4 separate regions of the Gossypium hirsutum genome follow, and all the other regions are linked to region 1. Evidence: chromatin contacts called from public Hi-C data. All regions are on one chromosome and are shown on one strand. The core of a region is the stretch at or near the end of the contact, and the rest is flanking DNA. Distances in the headings are between cores, read along the strand shown. Region 1 holds the start of LOC107946430. Region 2 holds the start of LOC107946425 (ethylene-responsive transcription factor ERF119). Region 3 holds the start of LOC107946422 (protein NRT1/ PTR FAMILY 4.6). Region 4 holds the start of LOC107946426 (alpha-xylosidase 1).

What was found. A called contact is a pair of places that touch in the nucleus more often than the background predicts.
Region 2: a Hi-C map of leaf shows a contact between it and region 1, with 2.2 times the contacts expected there. The contact joins the promoter of LOC107946425 here to the promoter of LOC107946430 in region 1. A contact is called at or near these places in 6 of 34 Hi-C or Micro-C datasets (callus, hypocotyl and leaf).
Region 3: a contact with region 1 is called in a Hi-C map of leaf, with 5 times the contacts expected there. The contact joins the promoter of LOC107946422 here to the promoter of LOC107946430 in region 1. A contact is called at or near these places in 2 of 34 Hi-C or Micro-C datasets (both in leaf).
Region 4: a Hi-C map of leaf shows a contact between it and region 1, with 6 times the contacts expected there. The contact joins the promoter of LOC107946426 here to the promoter of LOC107946430 in region 1. A contact is called at or near these places in 15 of 34 Hi-C or Micro-C datasets (anther, callus, fibers and 4 more).

The regions. Positions count from the first base shown.
Region 1 is chrD12:51,246,954-51,249,946 of Gossypium_hirsutum_v2.1, reverse strand. It overlaps LOC107946430, which reads right to left and starts at 1,523. Exons shown (of 3, transcript XM_016880755.2): 1 at 1,068-1,523; 2 at 896-977; 3 at 194-545. The coding sequence starts at 1,187. The coding sequence ends at 379. It overlaps LOC107946429, which reads right to left. Exons shown (of 6, transcript XM_016880752.2): 5 at 2,909-2,993; 6 at 1,999-2,803. The coding sequence ends at 2,277.
Region 2 is chrD12:51,086,374-51,089,281 of Gossypium_hirsutum_v2.1, reverse strand. It overlaps LOC107946425 (ethylene-responsive transcription factor ERF119), which reads left to right and starts at 1,253. Exons shown (of 3, transcript XM_041107024.1): 1 at 1,253-1,399; 2 at 1,801-2,074; 3 at 2,192-2,908. The coding sequence starts at 2,413.
Region 3 is chrD12:51,044,096-51,046,910 of Gossypium_hirsutum_v2.1, reverse strand. LOC107946422 (protein NRT1/ PTR FAMILY 4.6) reads left to right here and starts at 1,467. Exons shown (of 5, transcript XM_016880740.2): 1 at 1,467-1,672; 2 at 1,853-1,964; 3 at 2,078-2,295. The coding sequence starts at 1,670.
Region 4 is chrD12:51,113,643-51,116,516 of Gossypium_hirsutum_v2.1, reverse strand. LOC107946426 (alpha-xylosidase 1) reads left to right here and starts at 1,311. Exons shown (of 3, transcript XM_016880747.2): 1 at 1,311-1,616; 2 at 1,716-2,398. The coding sequence starts at 1,390.

The DNA.
Region 1 (2,993 bases), core at 274-2,773:
TTCTTTTTTACTAAGGTTTCTGTTTGCATTATCATTATATTTAAGCATCAGTAGTTGCCTTTGATTTGAGTTTGCCTCAAAGACAAGAAAAATAATAAGAGAGTTACAGGTATTCTCTTCATACCCTTATCTGAAAATCGCAAAATACAGATGCTTTATAGAAAATGAATAGTTTGGATCAAGTAACATGGTATAACAAAGGTGAAGAGTTCGGTTGATAATTTAAAACACATCCAACAGTGCACTATGTTTCCATATACATTTGAGATATTACGACCAAAAACTGAGAACAGTAACCTTTTACAACAAAAAGTATAAGAACAAGCAAATCTCCATACGAAGAATTCTGTAGCATGTTGGATGGTTGTCCATCAGTATTCAACTACGGGACAAGCGAAAGAGCTTCTTGATCATGGCCATTGTGCTGATAGGATTCCTATAAATAACAGGAACTTGCCTTGGACCCAACTTAGTACTTCCAGGGTATCTAGAGGTGAGTGTTACCTTGTTCTCCAACACATTTACCAAAACAGAATCTGTATCTGCTAAGAAACAATATAATTAAGATTTGGGTTAATGCAGGAATCTGGATTAAGACCATAAATCCTGGTTTCTAGCTAGATCTCATGCAACTCTCACCGTCAGAAAATTTGTTAAAGCAAGTTCTACTAGGATCGAGCAAGCAATTATTATAATAATTGTGGGCATTGATCTGAAACAGTGCACACCAGATTAGAGACTGAAACTATACATTCATGCAGTGCTTCCCAAAAAACTCTCACCGCTAACCGGCCACTGGCCATCCCCTTATCACCCCCAATGTTCTCTGAAAATTTCATTGTATGAAGCATGTATAAATCCTGGCCACAGTTTTAAAGTAATGAAGAAAACGTACCATTCATTCTTGAGATTATGTCTGCTATTCTCATTTGACACTCTGCACATCTAATATCTGCTGAGTAAACAACTTCGTGGACCTGCTCTCAGCAAATAGAAAAATACTTACCACCAAAAACTGTTAAAGATCAGTTCATTCAACATACAAATGAGAGAATAGGAGAACTAACGAGAGGCATGGATAAGGATTCGACAGAGGCAAGACTACTTCCAGGAAGTAAAAAGCTCCTTGGGTTGTTGAATTCAATTCTTCTGGCGTCTTTCTTAGGCACCTGACTAGGGAGAACCATAGCTTCTTTTATCTGTTAAAGGACTTCATACATAAGGAGGAGGTTCCAGGGGTCAATCTCGAGTTCAAATCACTGCAACAACAGCCTCCTGTTGCAACTGAGCTACTTAAAGAACAAGCCCATTTTTTGAGGATAAAGAAAGAGCATCTTAAGCTGTTAAACAAGGAAATGAGAAAAGGGTCCTTTTCATGCCTAGTTGAAAGATGCTCAAGTCACAGAGGGCGCCCCCACATCCTACTTTTTGAGGGTTTTTTTTTCTTGGGGATGAAAATTTGTCATCAATAATAATTACTTTTAAAAGAAGTTGCTTACGGGACCAATCTCAAATCCATGTCCAACTTTTTAGTTCATTTAATCCATCATGTCATAGTTATATTGGGTACGGTCCTCTGTAAAGAAACCATGGAGGAGATATGCTGTAGAATAAGACAAGGAACTCTCAAAAATTTAGGACGATGCCAGCAAATTTAAAGAAAAGGAATCGCACTTGTCTTGTCAGGTAAATTTCATTTACTTAAAAGGAAAAAATGGATGGTTCCTGCTTGCAAGTTCACGCAGCGGTTTCCAATGTCTCGATTACAAGTTTATCGATCTTGTTTAACCACAATTAACACAAGAATTTGTTATTTTATATTTGCTGCACAATAAACCTGTTAAAAAAAAGGGTAAACTTTTAACTATTTTTATTGGACCAAAGTAGAAAGTGATGAATGTGACATGGCGTAACATGTATTGAACTCAGTTGTTATAAAGGGGTTTAAGCTGCAAATTCTGCCGAGTATCCCTGCATTGTGCTATGAAGAGCTCACAGTTGAAAAATTGAATATTTTTATTTCCAAAAACAATAAATAGAATACAAAACAAGCAGAGATCCTAATGGAAACATCCTAGACAAACGAGGCTTAGTAAGTTAGAGATCTACCAGGTTATTATAATGCATCCAAAACTGTAGCCTGAAATTTGCAAGACTCTAAGTTAGAGCCCCATAGGCTGAAAGTTGCATACAAGAAAAAAAGAGGGAGATGGATGCCCCAATGCCAGACTTCCGAAAATAACACTTCCAAACAAAACAGAAAGCAACAACTCCAATCACCTAGTCATTACCAAGCTTGTTAGCTGCGGTACTACTGAAGAACTGAATAACGGATCACCTATGTTCTTGCAGTTCTCATTATCGACTTTTAAGGATGCAGGAATCAAAAATCGTTCACAAGCAACTGACTGTGCAGTGCTTTTGATGAGGTTTCGACTGCAATTCAGCTTCCGTACACAGGTCGAAGTCACACGTTTTCTCTTCCTAGATGACTTCCACTTCAACTGAGAAAGCCGATCATCCTTTGAAAGATCTGGAACAACACTCGCATCTTGTGCCCTCTCATTTCCTGGTTCAACAGCAGAACCTTTACACTCAGTGGCTTCTTTACCACACTGTCCACTCTCACAAATGGTGTTTTTGTCGGTATTGAAATTATAGGATCTGCTTACGTCTTGCTTTCCGGCCCAGAGTATGGTACTCACAAGATCATGCCTTTCCTTCAAATTTATCCACCGATTTCCTAGCCATTCCTGAGATTGTCTTATATCACCGATACCAAAGACTGATTCCCGCTTTTCTCCTGCAAATGCAATTGTCAGATCTGGAAAGAAAAACAACAATATATATTCCACCATTCATGAGCATAAAAAACTCAAAACATTAAGATTTAAAGCCATTTACAAACCTGGGAAATGAACACGAAATTTATCTTCCAACTCCTGAACAACAAGGCCTTCCCACCAACCATCATGCCACCAGACATCAACAAC
Region 2 (2,908 bases), core at 4-2,503, 160 kb after region 1:
TGAGAAGGGATTGTTTGAAACTGTGATTTTTCTTAAGGGATAGGGATGATGTGGAATCACAGTTTCATACAATATCTCTTTGTATATATACACTAGAATTTAAGCACAAAATGAATATAAATATCATATTTATAAAAAAAATTATGCACAATATACAGTAAATACCACATTTATGTTGATTTTAAAATTTTAGAGTCGGAAATTTTACAATTACATAAAGGCATGATGATTAGTTGGATATGTAATTGAATGGTTTTCTATATAGTGGTTATGATGAGTTATGGTGTTTTAAATCGCATCCAATCAAAATCATTTTAATTGTGTAAATAAATGAAGAATATTTTATTGAATTTACGGTGTTTGTAATTGCTGCAGTTAAATGTTTATATAAAAATAAATGCATTGTTAAATGGTGTTGGATTTTTTGCACTTTACGTTATATGGTTGCATTGCCATGTCTGGGTAGCTGTCGTTTAATTTCACTTAACTATACAAAACGTGTTGTCTTAATCCTTGTAACTTTTAACGTGTTTCATTTTGTCCAAACATAAAATCGAGTTTAAATATTTTATTTTTTATGTGAGCCAAAATATAATTATGCATGAGAATAAATTGGAGGTACTATGATTGGTCAAATTCATAATTTACATATTGATGAGGTTATTTAAGATCACGCTTTGCACCTATGGGCTGTTTATTATTTTCAAACAGAATCATTTAAGAATAAAAATAAAATAGCAGAAAAATACGGAGATTTCCCCTAAAAATCTTCTCAAGTGATAATAAGGGGAATCCTAGACCGTAGAAGAAATGAAACCCCGTCACTTCCTCAGTGGTTATATCGTAATTTGGTAGAGTCCTAGACCCAAATGTTACGCGAATCCTGTTGTAAACGCCAAAAAAACTCCTTCACCAATACGTTGCCGAATCGCGGCGCTTCGTCCATACCAAAATACAGATGCGGACATCAGAAGCTCTATCCCCACTCTCTCACTTAAGGCGTGTGTTCAACTCGCCGTCAACTGGACCAATCCGTGATGGTCGATGCGAGCGTGGATACACAATAACGAGTGCCAAGTGTTAGTTAAAAACCCCGTGCCAGGTGAAACATGATACGCATGAGATGGTAAGATTGGTCATGCATGATGATACGATATGCATGACAGCTCATATTGATTTTTTATTTCCATAAATAAATTCAATTTAACTTTTTCTTTTAATTAATTTAATAATATATTTATTCACATATATAGTTCGCTTTAATGCCGGTGGTAAAAGGTGAATGGCCTTAGGGAAAGAAGAAGAAAAACAGAGCAGAAGAAAAAGAGAAAGCGACGTCAAGATTTGAATAAAAATAGTAGAAAATCCAGAGTCAGTCCATACCCACTAGAGAGAGAAGGTAATGGTAACTAATAAATATTAATTTTCCTGAATTTTTAGGGAAATGGAATTGGTTTTTTGGGTTTTTTATTATTTTATTTAATTGTTGATATTTTTAAATAATTTTTTTATGATGTTTTTGCTTCCATTGAGATTTGTGTCTCTCTGTTAACCTCGTTGGTCGGTCTTATTTTTTACACTGTTTTTCACGGTGGTGGTGTGGTCTATATTACTGTTCGAAACAAAGCGATAAGAGGCTATTTTTGCTGGGTTTTTGTTAGGGGTATAGTGTTTGAGAGAGAAAAATCAGAGCCATAGATTTCTAATCCTTTCTCTCTTTTCCTCTTTTCTTTTTTCCGCTAGATCTAGCAGTATCTAAGTCGATTTTCTTTTCTTCTCGTTTTGGGTTCTCTGGAAAAGGCAAAACGGCAGAGAGGAGGCTTTGTTGAGCGTTGTTTTCGGTTGCGCTTTGGAAGAGCTAAGGGAGGTTGATTAGTGAATTTATGTCGGCTGAGTTTGATTTGGCTTTGATTGGGGCTCAGTTGCAGCTCTGTTTTTCATCTTCTACAACAACTGTCTGTGCTCGCTTGTTCATCACCGCTTTGTTGGCTGTTTCTTGCATGATTCTCTGCTTCTATAGGCAGAGACTGAATATCGTGTTCTCGACTGTTTCGATGCGTTTGAGACCCAAAAAGTATGGCAACAGATAAACCCCCTGTTTTAGTTTTTTATATGAATCTGTCTTTTGTTGTGCTTTCTTTTGGGTATTTTCAGTGTTTTGATGTCGGATTGCTTTGTTTTTGGTTTGCAGGAGTTGTTCTGGAGTTGAGTCCTTTGGAGGTTTTCACATAAAACAACGATTTTTCTATCTTTTCTTGTTTTTAAGAGGGGCTCATACTTGATACAGCTTTCATAGTTTTCGACTTTGTCACCCTTTTTTGTCATTCGATTTTGTTTAAATAGTTGTCTACAGTTTTTCCGGGTATTTTGAGGGGGGGTTTAGTTGAGTTTTACCCAGTTTTGCTTCCAAAAATGTTAGAGTATCGAAAACAAACCATGAATCTGAGTAAGTCCTGCAAAAAGCCTAAAAAACCCCAATCAACGATGAGTGAAGAAGAAACCCAAATGACTAGGAAAGTTCGAGTCATCTTCCATGATCCATATGCAACCGATTCATCTTCAAGTGAAGATGAATCCGAGGGAAGTGCTGCTAGAAAGGCCCCAAGGGGAAGGCGTTTTGTTCGTGAAATGAGAGTTCCTGTTTTAGGGTTGGCTCCTCAGGTAAAGCCTCTTGAGTCCGAGACATCTTCGCAAGACAGTAACTCTAAAACCCCTACTAGCAGGAAAAGGGTTTTGAGTAGAACCCTTGAAGACAAACCTCTGGTGGCTAAAACCAAAAAACCTGTTGGGGTTCGTCAAAGGAAGTGGGGCAAATGGGCTGCTGAGATCAGGCATCCACTCAAGAAAACCAGGATTTGGCTGGGAACTTACGATACCCTTGAAGAAGCAGCCAAGGCTTATGAAGCTA
Region 3 (2,815 bases), core at 218-2,717, 200 kb after region 1:
TATAAATTTTAAAATTATTAATTAAATTAATTGATTATATTATATTTTTAAATGTAATTATAAAAAGTAAATATGGTTAAAGGATAAATATATAAAAATTAGTTTAAACTATTAAAATCTAATACTAATAACTATAGGTTAAAACGTACCAATATCCTGAAACTTCAATTAGAATAGAACACAAATTATATAATACTGGTTTAAAACTGAAACATATCGATCGATATAAAAATGATACCGAAAATCATGTTGCCAGCATAAATTCTATCATGTCAGTTAACTTTAACTAAACCAAAGAATTAAATCTTCTTCTAAGGTATCTTTATTTTTACATATAGTTTTAGAAAGATCACCATCAATGGTCGTACCACTAGGCATGTTAAGTGGACGATGGTGGGTATGTCCTTAAAAAAGCTATAATTTGACTCACTTTTTCTCCATTATTTCTTGGTCAAGATTTTTACAAGAGACCGTCAAAACTCAATTTAAATAAACAAAATAGATGATAGCAAATCTACAAAGAGTCCATTCGTTCGTGTGAAACTTTGATTTAGGGTTTTGGAAAACAAATAGAGTCAGGCAGAAATGCACTTGTATAAAAGCTGCTATGCATGTACATGTTATCGTCATCCAGGAGACAAAATTCTTGAATTGATCAGTCAGGAGCAAAGCTTAAAGGATCATGTTGGAACACGTATACGGGGAGGATTAGCGAATCAATTCTTTCATCTTAATCATATATTTTATTATTATAGTAGTGGTACTGGAAACATGGAAAATAATTAAAAAATCCCAAAGATTAAAGATTTGCTTCCCTTTTAACATTGTTGCTATTTACCGAAAGCTAACATACTATAATTAGGAGGCTGAGGCTTTAACAACTTTACATTTAATAATTGAATATCAATATACTCAGTATGTGGTTATGTTGAGAGTCAAATATACACCTTATTCCTCTCTTTTACTTTGGGTTGGGAGGATTTCATAGTTCTATCCTAATCTTCCTCTCCTCTTTTTGGATGGTATATAATTTATTTTGATTATTATTGAGTGATATAATTAATTTTTATATTCCCGAAAACAAATGTGTAAAAAGTATTTTTGTTTGTCCAAAATTTATTAGCTAGTTTCATATTTAAAACATATAAAAATTTAATTTATATATTTTTTGAATATGTGATCACTCAAAGGACTTGTTATTATATTTTTACAAAAATGAAACATACAATCATATCCATCGATAATAATAAAGGCAAAGGTATTAGATTGGAATCATAACAGACAGATTTAAATAACTCTAACTACAAATTAGAAAGCACAAATAGAACATAGTCTAATTAGATTAAACAACACATAATAGGATTAATCAATATAAAACGATTTATGCAATATGTGCCAATATCTCATTAGTTATCACAGAAGAATCCTACTTATAAAAAATCATAATCTTAGTTGAAGATTAGAACCATTTGAGTTAAATAACATAGGGGATGGATCGAAGTCATTTTCTAAGGTGTCTAGACATTTCTCTCCTCCAAAGTTCCCTTCCCCACTCTTTAAATACATCCACCACTCACCACCCAGCTTTTCCAATCTAAGTTTCCTCTCTCACCTGAGATCCAATCCAACTTAACCAAGTTGGAAACTTAAGAGAGAGAAACAGCTAGCAATGGTGGGTTCCTCTTTCCTCCCCTAATTTTCTCTCCTTTTTTTTTTTTTTTATGTTCTCCTCCTCTCTTTCACTCCTCCCCCTGGCTTAATTTGCTTTGTTCAAGCTAACATACAAGAAAGCTGTGTATTGCTTTCTTATTTTTCTAATAACGCTTCGTTTTTATTTGAGTTTTGGCCGCAGGAACATGGGGTGAACCTACAGGATACCAGATGGGAAGGCTATGCTGATTGGAGGAATCGACCTGCTCTCAAGGGTAGACATGGTGGCATTTTTGCAGCCTCCTTTGTCTTGGGTAATTTAGCTTAGTTACCTATGAAAGAACCAGCCTGAAAGGGACTACTTATATAATATATATTTATTATCTTTCATTGATATGGTATAATGATAATTTTTGTGTGTCGTCAGTTGTGGAAGTGCTGGAGAACCTGGCGTACTTGGCAAATGCCAGCAACCTAGTGATGTATTTGTCCAAGTACATGCACTTATCTCCATCTAAATCGGCAAACAATGTCACCAATTTCATGGGGACTGCCTTTCTTCTAGCTCTGCTTGGAGGTTTCTTATCTGATGCTTTCTTCACCACTTATCACATCTACTTGATAAGCGCATTCACCGAGTTTCTGGTACTAACTCTCTCCTGCTTCTTCTTCTCTCTATATGCATAACCATTTCTATTGTCGTTTTTGAATTTCATCGATGATTCTTCTTTTTTCCTTTTTTTTTTCTTTTCTTTTGAGAAAGCAAGTTAGAGGCCTTTTGCATGAAAGATGAGCACTTTAGAAAGAAAAAAGACAATGACCAAAAATCTTAGTGTGCAAAGCATTAAAGTTTGGGGGCCGTCATAGGCGCAAAGCAACCCTAAGACTTTGGTATATAGATCCAAGGAACACCGTCTGTTTAGGTACATCTATCGAGGCATTATTGATGAATGCTCATAAATTTCAATCTCTCTATCAGATTCCACATATATATAATTCAAAACAAAACATGAAAAAGAGAAAAAGTAAAAGGGTCTCTTTCAAATTTCAATCTTTCATCACATGAGAAAACTTGCAACAACATTTAGCTTTTGAGATTCTTTCACCTCAAATTTTATTTGATGTCCAATTAAATTGTGAAAAGGCACATTTTAAAGATAAATTT
Region 4 (2,874 bases), core at 62-2,561, 130 kb after region 1:
GAAGTTAAAATTAAAGTTGGGGGTTATATTACAAATATTTTAATCATATATTAATTTCTCCATGTAATGACAGTGCCGTATATCTAATTTACGAGGCAAACAAGAGTGGGATCCCAAGATACTGGATTTAACTTCATTTTCCAGTGCTTTTCCCCCTACAATCTCTTAATCTTCTTACAAGATTCACCATGTTGTTCCCAATTCTCGATTATCATAAAATTAAAATGCTTGTTATCTTTATTCTAACGGATTATATAGTTAAGTATAGATGCAAAATGTCTAATATTTGAAAGACATACTAAATAATTAGAAAGAGAAAAAGCGTCCATTCATCCTTCATAAACCCATGCCCATGCCCTTGAAAAGACAAAATAGAATCAGATTACAGTGATAATGTGGACATACTTGGGGTACGTAATGACATGATTTAAGGGTCACGAGCCCTTATCGGTTACTACAATACCAATTTTTCTTCTTGCATCCTTACTCATTTGTCATCAAAGTACAATAACAAGAACAATATCAATGAATTTGTTGATTCAAGAAATTGGGACCACCTCCTTATAATTTAATCTTCCCAATATTTTTCTTGAGGATAACTTCTTCTAGGACTGAAATGATGCCTATTTTTCAATGGACATTTTAATATATAAATGCTTGAATTGTTTGACCCTTATGCTTAAGAAAACACTGCCACCGACTTCATAATCTTTATTAAAATAAAATTTAAGTTTAGCATATTAGCTATGGATAACTAATATACAAGCAAGAAAGCAGGGGTTTTTAACCCTCCTAACTTGTGGTTGTTTTAATTGTAAATTAGATGAAGATGTTTCTTCATCCTCATTTAATATTAGTAAATAGGTTTCAACAGCAAGATTCCTATCTATGAATACCTGATTTATGAGCGTAGAAGAAAAGGTGTTTCCTTTCCCCCTTCTTTTTATAAAATATATTTGATCTCTCAGGAACTGAACAAACTTGAAAGCCCATCTATGACCATGGATTGCATTGGATTCTAGCTACTCCAACTCTATCACCATTTCTCTACTAATTGTAACATATCATGATTTTGCTTGGGGGTGTTACTGAGACCAGTAAAGCAGAATATAACAAAGATATCTCCATGTCTTCATTTGATGAATCTACGACATTATCAACCAAAGTCGTTGATAGAAATGGGACCACTCTTGGTTGAAAAAAGATTTTATGATCAAAACAGGGAGAGGCATCTGGTCCACAGACCATCATCATCACGTGTCTAAGACCACCCTATTCATGCATCAAACGACTGCCACTTCTTTCATTCAGTGACTCCTATTCCTATGTAGTCCTTTTTAACACTCTTTGCTCCTCACTCTTCTCTTTGCTCTCTGCTTTGTTTGAGTAATGTTCTCTCCAACTTACCTACTTTCTTCGAGTTCCCTCTACGTTCTTCTGGTTTTATTATCATGTTTCTATGGAGGGTTTTCATCTGCCCCCACTAAGATTGGAAAAGGGTACCGTTTGATCTCAGCTGAAGAGACCCCTGATGGTGGCTTTCTGGGTCACCTTCAGGTCAAGCAAAAGAACAACATATATGGTCCTGATATTCCTCTCTTGCAACTCTATGTCAAGTAAGTTACCAGTCTAGTTTTACTCTTAATCTTTGCCTCTTTTGCATTTACATTCCTCTTAATAAAAAATTTCTTCCTTTTTTTTCCCTTCTTCTAAAGGCATGAGACGGAAGATCGTTTGAGGGTACACATAACAGATGCTGAGAAGCAGAGATGGGAAGTTCCGTACAATCTTTTACCAAGGGAACAACCACCCGCATTGAAGCAAACGATTGGGAGATCAAGAAAGAACCCTTTAACAGTGTCGGAGCTTGCAGGGTCTGAGCTCATATTCAGCTTCATAGCCGACCCTTTTAGCTTTGCGGTGAAAAGGAAATCAAATGGGCAGACCCTTTTCAATTCCAGCTCTGGAGGGTCGGACTCATTCGGAGAAATGGTGTTTAAGGATCAGTACTTGGAGATATCCACACAGTTGCCTAAAGATGCTTCACTGTATGGACTTGGAGAGAACACTCAACCGCATGGCATCAAGCTGTATCCCAATGACCCTTACACATTGTACACAACCGATGTGTCAGCTATTAACCTCAACACTGATTTGTACGGATCCCACCCTGTTTACATGGACTTGAGGAATGTGGGTGGTCAGCCATTTGCACATGCTGTTCTCTTGTTGAACAGCAATGGCATGGATGTGTTTTACAGAGGGAATTCATTGACGTATAAGATAATAGGTGGTGTTTTTGACTTTTACTTCTTTTCCGGGCCCACTCCCCTTGGCTTTGTTGATCAGTACACCTCTTTTATCGGCAGGCCCGCTCCCATGCCTTACTGGTCTCTAGGTATGCTTTCGTTTTCTCACTTGCATTGCATTACGTTTAACGTTTTCATATTTTGTTCAAGTATTTGTTTATGTTCTTCACTGTGGATATTATGTTGGGTTTAACACAAAAAGGTCTCAAGCTAAATCTAATGGCATTGACTCAAAAACAATCTTTTATGATATGACCAATATTTCCTTTTTTATATGGGAAAGGTTAGATTTTGATGATAAATGTAGCATTAAATAAATCCATAATTTTGAATCATAATACGGCAATATGTGGGTGTAAGACAACACGACAGATTTTAAACGTAATGAGGAGGGACGATTAAGAGATGTAGGGAAACTTGGGCCACTTGATTCATCTGTTGGCTAATGTAGATTAATCAGGTTGGGCGAAGGTAGAAAATATTGTTAAAGGTTTTGAAATTAAATTGTAATTTTTAATAATTTATATTTTTATAAATTTTAAAAGATTAAATTAAATTTTTATTA